Linked DNA regions of Sus scrofa: all the other regions are linked to region 1. Evidence: chromatin contacts called from public HiChIP or PLAC-seq and promoter capture Hi-C data. All regions are on one chromosome and are shown on one strand. The core of a region is the stretch at or near the end of the contact, and the rest is flanking DNA. Distances in the headings are between cores, read along the strand shown.

Evidence for each region. Promoter capture Hi-C pulls out the DNA fragments that hold promoters and counts their contacts. HiChIP or PLAC-seq counts read pairs in DNA pulled down with a chosen protein or histone mark.
Region 2: a contact with region 1 is called in a promoter capture Hi-C map of liver, with 4 times the contacts expected there. The contact joins the promoter of POP4 here to the promoter of URI1 in region 1. A contact is called at or near these places in 1 of 5 promoter capture datasets (liver), 2 of 47 Hi-C or Micro-C datasets (embryonic fibroblasts and heart right ventricle) and 1 of 2 datasets of contacts at active chromatin or transcription factors (alveolar macrophages).
Region 3: an H3K27ac HiChIP or PLAC-seq map of alveolar macrophages shows a contact between it and region 1. The contact joins the promoter of PLEKHF1 here to the promoter of URI1 in region 1. A contact is called at or near these places in 1 of 5 promoter capture datasets (liver) and 1 of 2 datasets of contacts at active chromatin or transcription factors (alveolar macrophages).

What each region holds. Positions count from the first base shown.
Region 1 is chr6:40,041,270-40,045,244 of Sscrofa11.1, forward strand. URI1 (unconventional prefoldin RPB5 interactor 1) reads left to right here and starts at 2,051. Exons shown (of 11, transcript XM_003355831.4): 1 at 2,051-2,503. The coding sequence starts at 2,399.
Region 2 is chr6:39,732,546-39,736,520 of Sscrofa11.1, forward strand. It overlaps POP4 (ribonuclease P protein subunit p29), which reads left to right and starts at 1,978. Exons shown (of 7, transcript XM_003127004.4): 1 at 1,978-2,225. The coding sequence starts at 2,219.
Region 3 is chr6:39,784,158-39,788,132 of Sscrofa11.1, forward strand. PLEKHF1 (pleckstrin homology domain-containing family F member 1) reads left to right here and starts at 2,044. Exons shown (of 2, transcript XM_005653260.3): 1 at 2,044-2,320.

The sequences.
Region 1 (3,975 bases), core at 801-3,300:
CAGTTTTGGTCACTCTGTCAGTGACAGAAAACCTGGTGCGGGAATTCCCGTTGTGGCTTAGCCAGTTAAGAACCCTACTAGTAACCATGAGGATGTGGGTTCAATCCTTAGCTTCACTCAGTGGGTTAAGGCTCCTGTGTTGCCGCAAGCTGTGGTGTAGGTTGCAGATGTGGCTTGAATCTGTTGTCATCATGGCTGAGACATAGGCTGGCAGCTGCAGCCCTGATTTCACCCCAGCCTGGGAACTTCCATATACAGCAGGTATGGCCCTAAAAAGAAAAAAGAAAGAAAGAAAGAAAGAAAGAAAGAAAGAAAGAAGGAAGGAAGGAAGGAAGGAAGGAAGGAAGGAAGGAAGGAAGGAAGGAAGGAAAGGAAGGCAGGCAGGCAGGCAAGCAAGCCTGATGCAAACTGCCTTGATCAGTCAGGAAATTTACTGGCCCTTTAAAATGAAGTCTAGAAGTAATGGAGGCTTCAGAGTTGGCCGATTTATCCCCGAATCAAATGCCATGACATAGCCAAGGACTCAGGTTCTGTCTCTTGGCTCTGCTGGTCACAGATTCAACTTGATTCTGAGTCTAGGATGTGTCTAGGTGTTCTTCCTCAACCTAAAAAACCCAGGGCCATATACTTTGTACTTCTGAGCTAAGGGGAGGATAGATTTTTGATGGGTGCACTTGAAAAGAACGAGGAAGTAATTTCTCAGAAGCCTCCAGCAAACCTCTATCTGTAGAGTGTCACATGCCCATTCCTAAACTAATCACTTACAAGGAAGATGCATTATTCTTTGATTGGAGCTGGGAGTAGATAAGCTTCCCACAGGCACAGGGGCTATGTGGGCCAGGGCTGTACATCTGATTGAGGGGAGTCAGGGTGGGCAGTTGCCAGTGTCCATTACGGGGGGCAAAAGTGAGAGCAGGGAGACCAGAGAAGGAGCTACTGAAGTAGTTCAGGACAGGGAGATGATGGTGGTATAAAGTAGTCAGAGTCTGTCTGTTTTAGACATACTGATCTTGGTTATGCAGTGAGGAAAAGAGAGCAGTTAACATCTACCATTTGCCAGGTTTTTCTTGCTTCTTTGAAGCAAATGGAAAAAGGGTGCTGGCCACAAGGGAAGAGAAATCCAGCAAGCAGCTAGATGAGGGTGTGACCTGCAGACACCTCCCAGCTCATTCCCAACTGCACAATGCTGAAGGAACAGAACCCAACCCTACTGTTAGGGATTGGAGCAGGGATGCTTGTTAGTGAAAGGCCAGTTCCATTCAGTAAGCATTAATTGGGTGCCTACTGTGTACAGAGGATGAGTGAGAAAGAGGTTACAGGAGTTTTGAAATAAAAGAAAAAGTATGGGCAAAGTTTTTTATTTTTGTCTTTTGAGGGCGACACCCTTGGTACATGGAAGCTCCCAGGCTAGGGGCCGAATCTGCCGGCCTACACCAATGCCAGATCCTAGCCTCATCTGTGACCTACACCACAGTTATGGCAACACAGGAGCCCTAACCCACTGAGTGAGGCCAGGGGATGGAACTTTCCTTCTCATGGCTATGAGTCGGGTTCGTTAAGCTGAGCCAGTGACGGGGACTACCCTGGGCAAAGTTATTCTCGAAAAGCCTCTTAAACAGACCACACATGGCAATATATTAATTTAAGCACAATAGCTTTATATGAGGAAAACTTATATGTGCAGTAATTAACATACATGCAAAATTTAATTGCTTATTTTAATTCATTAGACGGGCACAAGAAAGGGTTGAATTTGCCAAAAATTAAATGTGCTTATGAAGCAGTATTAGTGCATCAATTAAGCTCTTACCGCCAGATGCAGCGCTAAACACCTGGGGGGATGAAGGGGGTGCACAAGGCCAAGACAGGGCTCACCTCCTTGAACTGAGCATCCGTCTTCGCTAGAATGAAGGCTTCCAGAGGGCTACAAGCAGAATAATCTTTAGTTAAGCCAGCCGCCTCGCTCCGCTCCTACACCACGTGATTCACCTGGGGCGGGACGAGGGGAGGAGGAAGCGCGCATCCTGCGTGCCGCGCGGGGCGGGGCGAGGGGCGGGGCCTGCGGAGGAGGCGGGGAGGAGGCGCGGCAGCCACAGGACGCCTGGCTCGGCCCAGGCGCACCGGATCGGCGCTTCTCCCCTTCAACGGCCGGCCTGCTGCTCCGAGCCCGCGGTGGCGGCGGTGGCGGGCGGCATGCGCGTGTGAGATGCGGCCGCGGGCAGCCCGGACGGGAGCAGCGGCCGCCGCGGTAGCGGAGAAGGCGGGCGCGGCCTCCTCAGCGCGGGGTGCGCAGTGCATGAGGGCGAGCACGCGGGCGCTGGGCAGCCGCCGGCCACGCCGCCTCCATAAACACTTGTTTAGGACTCGTTCGCCCCGCTGAGGCCCCGGCGCCTCCGCCATGGAGGCCTCGCCCGACCCCGAGCCCCACATCTCGGCCTCGGCCTCGGCCGCGGCGCCGCTGCGCGCCCCGGAGGTGGCGCGACTCCGCGAGGAGCAAGAAAAGGTAACAGGCCTCGCTTCTGGCCCCGCGCTTCCGCCAGTGGTCTCGGGAGGCGCCCGCGCCCCGGCACATCCTCAGCGCCCTGCGCCCCTTCCCCGGGGCTGGGAGCTGCTCCCTGCAGGTCCCGGCAGACCCCCTCCTTACTTCAGTGGGTCTCAGCCCTTTGGTCTGGGCCCAGCTCACTCCGGACCCCGAACGGGCGAGGCGCGCAGCCTCTAGGCCTGGAGAGCGCGTAGGGAGAAACTTTTATCACGTGCTTTTGTTGTCTTTTGTCTGGCGCCCTTTGACCTTCGAGGGGAGGGGAGGATGGGGAAGAGGGATGCTGCGTTAATCTGTTTAATTTGTGTACGAACGGGAGTTTTTAATCTTAATGCATATAACAGTATGTGGGAATTTTCTTGGTTAAGGGCACGCTGTGAATCGAAGTGTCATCTTATTTTTTTAGCTTGTTATCTCATGGTTGCTAAGATGTATATACTGTTTGTTGCTCTTTGTCTGATTGCACCTAGAAGTTTTATAAAGTTTGTAGTGATACACTTTATATGCAGTTCCAGCTTTGGTTTAGTATTTGTCAAAATAGAATGCTCTTTTATTAATTTATAACTTCAATTATATAAGTGAGTTTTAATACCAGTAAAGGGGGAAGAACGTTTTGTATTTCCTAATGGGATTGTATATGAACAAGTATACACATTTAAGAAATACAGTATTACTGCTTAATTTGAGATTCCCCCCGCCTTGGATTCTGTATCGTTTCAAGTTTCTCACTGTCTCCTGAAATTGAAATTCTTGCTTTGAAAGGCAACGTTTAATTTACTTAAAATGTCTTATGCCATATTGAGAGTATCCTGGATATAAAGGTTAGGATTTGTTTGAAAATTATAAACACTGGGAATCCCTAGCTTTTTCTCTTGAGTATTTCTGTATAAAAATGGCTACTTACATAGGTGTACAATATAAGCAGGTCAGCTAGATGAGGGGCTTTGTCATAGAACCTCAAAAATCCTGGTTTGCATGGAAACCACCTGTTGGGATAAATTGTGGGAACCTTTCCGACTTTGCTCTGGTTGTTCTGAATTATTTTGTGCGTTGGATTTCCCTTTCTGAGAGCCTTAAGAGTTGGGTTTTAGACTTGGCTTTTTTCAAATGAGAGGTTTAAAAATTCAAGTTGAGGGTGTTTAAATTGTACGGCAATATTTTTTTTTTTCTTTTTTGAAGTGAAGAATAAAGAAAGATGAAAAGACAGCCCTTCCTGAAACCAATTTGTTCATTTTTGGCAAAAACTGTGTTGTTCTTTTAGAAATGTGAAACAGACCCTCAGAAGATGGTGTTTCTATTGCCTTTTTTTTTTTTTTTTTTGTACAGGAATTAACTCTCTCTTCCCTCATAGTATGTTTGCATACTGCTGACTTGATATGTTTTCTCCCATTTGGCATGTTAGAAAGAGAAGTACTTAGGTTTCTTCTGATGATAGT
Region 2 (3,975 bases), core at 728-3,227, 310 kb before region 1:
GGGTTCCCTCGAGTAAGCACTGAAATTGGCTCTTGCTGTCTTGTGCTGCTATATTTTTTCTTTCTTTCTTTTTTTTTTTTTTTTTGTCTTTTCGCCTTTTCTAGGGCCACTCCGGCGGCACATGGAGGTTCCTAGGGGTCGAATCGGAGCTGTAGCTGCCAGCTTACGCCAGAGCCATAGCAACGCCAGATCCGAGCCACGTCTGCGACCTACACCACAGCTCACGGCAATGCCGGATCCTTAACCTGCTGAGCAAGGGCAGGGATCGAACCCACAACCTCATGGTTCCTAGTCGGATTAGTTAACCACTGCGCCACAATGGGAACTCCTTGTGCTGCTATTTTAAAATACCCATTCAGGAGTTCCCTTCATGGCTCAGCGGAAACAAATCTGACCTCCATGAGATGCAGGTTCAATCCCTGGCCTCGCTCAGTGGGTTAAGGATACGGTGTTGCCGTGAGCTGTGGTGTAGGTCACAGATGCGGTTCAGATCTGACATTGCTGTAGCTGTGGTGTAGGCCAGTGGCTACAGCTCCGATTCGACCCCTAGCCTCGGAACCTCCATATGCTGCGGGTGCGTCTCTAAAAAAACAAAAAGAATAAAAAATAAATTAAAAAAATAAAATATACATTTGGTAGTTTACATAGTATGGAACCCCAAGAGCAATTTCTCAAATTTAATCCCGTGGGCTCCTAAGTATTCTCAGACATCTGAAAATATGACATATTTTAGTTTTAATGCTCTGTTTCCATTTTGATAGTAATATACATAGAAGGTAAATGCTCAGTTCCAGGGCCTGTAGTCTTATGTTTAAGATCAAAATGACACAAGGTCACCACCCAAAGAAACTTAAATATTTCTCAAACTCAGGTGTGTGGACATACTCCCAGGATTCCCTGGGAAATTTTTTTTTTTTTCCTTTAAAAGGAGTTTATACTGTACTGAAAGTTGAGAACCACTGGCTTAGAATACATGGACCATATTGCTTTTATTTTTCATTATTTTTTTTCTTTTTGGCCATGCCAGTGGAATGCGTGGAATTTCCTGGGCCAGGGATCAAACTAGTGCCACAGCAGTATCCAGAGCCACAGCAGTGACAGTGGCCAAATCCTTAACCCACTGAGCCACCACAGAACCTCTCTGTATTGCTTTTCTCTCCAGAGCAGGGCCCTACCCAGGCCCAGCTCTCAGCAAAACTTAAGGTAGCTTCTAAGAGGCCTCCACCCAGGCCTTCTTGACACACTTCTTGAACCCAACCCCGGGGCAATGGGAATCAACTCCTTGCCTTCTAACTTTTTTTGTTCAACCTAAGGCCGGACCCGCGGCATAAGGAAGTTGTTCCAGGGCAAGGATTGAATCCCAGGCGCTCAGACCTGAGCCGTAGCCGTAGCAACAAAGGATCCTTTAACCCACTGCCCGGGGTGCCCGGGGGAATCTAACCGCTGGTCACTCTAGTCGGATTCTTAACCCATTGTCCAACGGCAGGAACTCCTCCTTGCCTTTCATCTTATTGACGGAAACTAATATGCCGAGCCTCTAGAAAACTCTGAGACCATCAAGTCCAACCCCACTAAGCAGAACGGGGAAAAGTGAGGCCCAGAGATGGGAAGTGCCTTAAGCGAGGTTGCACACCTAGCTAACAGCAGACAGAATAAGAACCTAAGCCTTCTATCCTTCAGTGCCTCAGATGGTCTGTAGAGAGCACTCACCAGGGACCGCAGAGACTCATTTCCTCCATCACCACCCCCCGCCCCGCCCCAACCCGTTTCCACCCACCCCGGGGGCCCAACCTCCCTCGAGTCCTCTCCAAGTCGACCCGCCTCTCTCTACTCCAGGCTTTCATAAGCATGTCACACCCCAACTCCAACCCTACTGCCTCTGGCCTTCCCTCGCCTAGAAAACACACGAACTGAAAAGAGCCCCACGGCGCTTTGTGCGGCGGAGTCCGCCCCAAGGCGCATGCGCCAACCTAGGTCGGCGCGCGTCGGTGACGTCACAGGGGCGCCAACCTCGAGTTTGGGGCAGCGACTCCAGCTAAAAGTAGGAGCGTGTTGGTATCAATGTAGCATACCGCGCGACTTCAGACACAGGAAACCTCTCCGCCACAAACTTTGGCGAGAGGCTTGGTAGTCGAGGCTGCTGAAGAAAGTAGAGGGAGGTAAAGAGGGAGCGACGCTGAAGGAGACGTCAGAAAAGCGCACCGGAAGCGGTCCGAGAATGAAGAGTAAGCCAGGTTGAGGGCCACGACTTTGGAGAGGGGTGGAGTGAGGTGTAAAGAGTCGGAGACTAGATGTGGGTGCTGGTGGAACTGTTGTGGGAATTATCCCTCCTTAACATAAATAAAACTAAGGCACGGGAGTCCCAGTGTGCCTGGCTCAGTCTCTGAGCTAGGGATTGATGGCAGAGCTGGAAGCAGGTTAATCTCGGGGGCGCTGCCAGTCGTGTGTGGTGCTAGAGGAGGGCCCAAGGCCCTGGCCGAACTTGGCCAGTACCTCCCTGGGTGGCCTGGTCAAGGCCCTGCTCCTCTCTGCAACCCTGTTTACCTTTGTGTAAGGTACTGATGAAGGTGCCTGCCCAGCCTGATGTTATGTGAGGGACTCTTCCCTAGTGTAAAGCTCAGGGAGCGTGCTGGGGAACGATATCACTAAACCAAAGCTTTGGGAGTTGAGCAGAGAAGAGGTGTGCCAAGGAGAGGAGCAAGCACCCAGGACAGTTATAGGCAGGGGAGTGACACCTTTAAAACTGGATTTTGAGGGCCACCTCTCTCACTTCCTATGTATGTGATCCAGTGTCTCAGCGTATCTGAACTTCAGTTTTCTTAGTATAGAATAGGAATAATAGCTCCTTTAAAGGATTGTTCAGAAAGTGTAATGAGATAAAATGTATGTAGCTTTAAATCAGGGGCATGGCAAGTAATGAGGGGTCACTAACTGTTAGATATCTATTGTTACAGAAAGGAAAAAAAAAAAAAAGACTTCCACGTCTAATGCTAGGAACCTATGACAAGCACAAAGTCATTCCGGGGGTTCCAGGCCCTGCAGATAGGTTTTAATCCCTATCTTCCATTGGAGGGAGAACCAGACTGTGTATATAAAACTTGTAACCCCTTTGGCTTGCTTGGTCCAATGTACCTGAGAAGCACAAAGAGAGCTGGGGCAGAATTTACAGAGTCTAGTATGAACCAGACTTTCTAATCTTTTGGCCCTTAAACCAGGTCTTTGTCTCATTTTTATTCCGTTCACACCCATATTCTGTCCTCAGTGTGTGGTTTTCTTCTTCAGACAAATTAAGAACCAGGAGGGAGTTCCCACCTTGGCTCAGTGGTTAACGAATCTGACTAGGAACCATGAGGTTTCAGGTTCCATCCCTGGCTTTGCTCAGTGGGTTAAGGATCCAGCGTTGCCATGAGCTGTGGTGTAGGTTGCAGACGCGGCTCGGATCCTGCATTGCTGTGGCTGTGGTGTAGGCCAGTGGCTGCAGCTCCGATTCGATCCCTAGCCTGGGAACCTCCATATGCCACGGAAGCAGCCCCAAAAATGGCAAAAAGACAAAAAAAAAAAAAATAAATAAGAAACAGGAGCGTAAGAGTTTTTAAAGATTGAAACCACACTGAGCAATATATATTTTGAGCTTGAAGATCTGTATTTTATCAGGTTAGGACACCATCAGTTGTATGATGCATCTCAATTTCATAGATATTAAAATGTGACAAGTCTTTTTTAAATATCTAAATGTTAACAAAATGTAGTTCCGACCTCCTTCATCCTGGAAATCCCTGTCTCATAACTTTTAAATGGGTTACATCTTTAGACTTCTAGAGCTCGGGCTCCTAACCTGTGGAATTTTAAACCAGTGCAACTCCAAATATGGTCTGCTGAGCTGCAGTAGCATCTGAGAACTTGTTAGAAATGCAGGATCTGAAAGTGGCACCCAAGACTCTTCATTGTAATAAGATCCCAGAGATTTTTTTTTTT
Region 3 (3,975 bases), core at 794-3,293, 260 kb before region 1:
TCCTGGACACCTGCTCTGTGCCCGAGGGCCTAATCACAGGGCTTCCCAGAGCCACCTCAGCCCAGGCAGGGCCTGCCTTCCTGGAGGACGCCCTCTCTTGCTGGGGAAGTGAGGGATCTGGCCCTGAGGCCGTCATGGAACATGGCCTTAAAGGCAAAGCTCCAAGCTCCCTCCATCCCTATCCCCCCACCCCCAGCGACAAGCATGTGTGTACTTGGGATGGCATTTCCCTGTGTCTCTCTCTACGCATCTCCCTGGTTATAACGCAGCCTCTGGGATCTTGGGGCCTGGTCTCTCTCTCTCTTCTGTCTGGTGGAGAGGGAGGCCTGGCTATGCCAGCAGAACTCTTAAACTCAAATGTTTATTCCATGGGAGAAAATCTTTGTAGTCAATTGACTTATTACAGAGCTACTAAAACCAAAAAAGAAAAAAAAGAAAAAAGAAAAATAGAAACACTAAGGGCATTACATTTGAATTAATTTTCATAATAAAAGCAATGATTAAAAGACATGTCATTTTATCAGAGTACTTTAAAACTAGCATTCTCTTAATTTATAACATTGTCTTCAGAGGTTTATCTTTTCCTTCCATTCTCTGGTTATCAGAAGTATAGTTTGACTATAATCAATTTAATTAGGAGAATGAGAGTTTTAATTAAGTGTTGATTCATTACCAAATTATTTGTCATTTACAATGTATTTTATTTACTGTATATGATTTAACCTATCTGATAACAAATAGATGTACAGAAACATATACATACAATATATAATTGTTGTTCTGTGTTCAGCTAAATATCTTACTGCAAACCCAGTGGTCATGTAGCTATTACCTAAGTCAAGAAAACAAACATTATAGCATCCTCAATCCCTCTCCTGCTTGCTTCGAAGAACCCTTCTTTCTCCTTTTCATAAGGCAACTACTATCCTAGTGTTTATGATAATAAATTCCTGTTCTTCTTTGTATATAATTTTATCACCTAAGCTGACACTGTCTCTTTCTGAATTTATATAAATAGAATTTACAGGAGTCCCCTTTACGGCTCAGTGGTTAAGGAACCTGACCAGGATCCATGAGGATGTGGGTTCGATCCCTGGCCTTGCTCAGTGGGTTAAGGATCCTACGTTGCTGTGGCTGTGGTGCAGGCCGGTGACTGCAGCTCCGATTCGACCCCTAGCCTGGGAAGTTCCATATGTCAAGGGTGTGACCCTAAAAAAATAAACAAAAAAACAACAACAAAGAATTGACATTAATTTTGTTGAACATTAAAAACATTAAATTAAAAATATAACTTTCTCAAAAAAATGTGTATTCAACTGCAGGTACGTAAGTGGGTAAAGTGGGGATGAGAGTGGTGGGGACTGTGGTGAGTGGGGGAACACAGGCCCTATCTAAAGGGGACAGCTCCATGCAGAGATGGGGGACTGGAACCTTCAAATCCTCTGGTTTAAGAGAAGCTGAAAATCCTGATATTTGTGTATAATCCTTAAAGACGAAGTCTTGGCAATGCACAGTATAAATGTTTAAATACTTTTGTGGGGCCGTGGCTTCTGCTGGGTGAGGGTAACCACGGCTGGGAAGGCAGTGGAGGTGGACTCTCTGAGGCCACAGCTGGCTGCCTATCGCTTCCACCCCTCCTCCTCCTCTAGGCCTCTCCTGGTTCTTTCCTCTCTTGCCTCATCCCCTTCCCTTGTGGGAACGTGCCCATTCCACTGGGCTGGGAAAGGCAGATCCCAGCGCAGGACCCCACCTCACAGTCCCTGTCCACACCACCCAGGAGAGCCAGCCCCCATTGCTCAGCTCAGACCCCCAGCACCGCCCCCTGGCCCTGGGCAGAGCAGGAGGTCCAGTGAGCCAGGCACGCAGAACCGGGTCAGCTCTTCCTCCAGCTGCTGTCTCTCACTTTGGTCCTCGCCCAGCAGGCACTGCCCTGGCCTGAGCCAGCCCCTCTGGGCAGACAATGCCCAGGTCTGCCCTATTTGGTAAGACAAACCCATCTGGGTGACAGACCATTGACTAAGAGCAGAACTCAGTTCTCGGCACTGGAGAGAAAGGAACGAACGAGAGAAGCAGTCCAGCCCGCGCGGGCTCACAGCCGAGGTGGGGGGGATAGCCACGGACATGTAAACAAGTGACTTCATCAGATGATCTCAGGTTTAGAGAAGAGCTTTCCAAAATAATAAAACGGGGTGAGGTAGGAGAGGGTGACGGGGTGGGTCAGGGAAGCCTCAGAGGAGGTGACAGTTTGAGTTGACCTTAAATGCCAACAATGCAGCCTGGGGAAGATCTGGAGACGAAAAGGAAGTGCAAAGGCACAAAGGTGAGAACAACCTTGGGGGTTTGAAGAACAGGAAGAAGCTAGTGTGAAATGAAGTGTTGAGGGGGATGGGGGGGGGGATATTACCCGCTGGTGACCGGAATGTTGCCGTTCGGGAATGGGTAGGTGAGTCCATTGAATTCGCATCTTCAGGATATGTTTGAAAGTATCCACTATACAATTTTTTAAGCTATAGAACAGAGAAGGCTGCTCATTTTTAATATTATGATTATCAGTCTCTCAGCTGCCGAGAGAGGACTGTGTCAGCTAGCAGCAGGGAGGTTCGCCAGGGGCAGCAGAAGGCACAGTAATAACACACCGCCTCCCGCCCCATTCTCCTGGCCCGCAGGCAGGCCCCGGTCGGGCGAGGACGCAGTCTCCCTCGGGGCGAGAACAGCCAGCCAGCGGAGTGTGGCGGCGGAAAGGGAAACTGGGGGGGCGGGGGCCTGAAAGTAGGGACTCAGCTCCCGGAGCGAACGAGGAGAACTCCCAGCGCAGGCCCGGGGCAAGCGCGCACCGCAAACCCACTCAAACTCCTGCCGTTCCGCCCGCGTACATTTCTCGGGAACTTGAGTTCCAAGAGTGGGCGCCCAGGCCCCGCCCCCGCTGCGAGCCAGGGCTCGGATTGGCGGAGCCGTATCGAGGGGCGTGTCGGGGAGAGTTGGAACGCGGCGGCTTGGGCGGCGGAGTTTGGCCCCCGCCGACCAGCGGAACGCGGTGGCTGAGTGTGGTCTGGCCGGCCGGCTGCAGGCGGGGCGCGGGGCGCACGGGGCCCCGGCCGAGGAGGTAAGGGTCTCCGGCTGCGCTGTGTCGCGCGGAGCTGGAGGGCTGCCCTCCGGCGGATTTCAAGCTCCCCCGGCCGCCTCGTCGGGGCGGCCCCTGGGCCCGGGCGGGGCGGACGCGCAGTCAGGGCCATCTCGGTCGGACTCTCGCCCTGAAGTAGAGGCGCCTAGCTGGTGGGGCTGGAGGCGAGGTGGGAACTGCTGGGGCTCCAGGGAGAGCGGGGTGAATACGGGTAACGGGCCTCGGGAGTCGAGGCAGGGTCATCTCAGGATGCGCAACATCAGTGCGGAAAACGTCTAGAGGGGCCCGTGGGCCTTGAGCCCTGGGGCTGCAGGGATCTCCGCTCTCACGGTCCGGAGACAGTTCGAGGATTCCTGACTCACGCCGTCGTCGGGGCCTCACCCCCTGGTCCCAGTCTGCGGAGTGAGAAGTGGGCTGGGACAACTGCCCCAGAGGAGCAGGGAGGAGAGGAAGAGCGGCAGCGCCTTCCTGGTGGCCCAGGTCCTCCCTGGCCTTTTGCACTTAGGAGCTTCCTGTCCCCTGAAGCCTTTGACTTTGTGACTTTGGGTGGGAATTGTCCAAGGAAATGAGGCAGGGCATAATCTCCCATTTCGCAGAGGCTGTGACTGAGGCAGACCGAGAGAGGTGGCAGTTCCTTCCCAGCTGGAATCACCTGGAATCTCCTTCCCTTTCTCCCTGAACTCCTGAAGAGCTGTGCAGGGACAAGTGGTCATCAGCCCCTTTTACAGGTGGAAAAATGGCCATTCTTAGTCACTCTGAAACTTGATCAGGGATATATTCCTTTGGAATTTGAACAGCCCTGTATCTCAACATCAGAGAGGGTCAGAAGCCAGGGGGGAGGCAAGGATGATTGC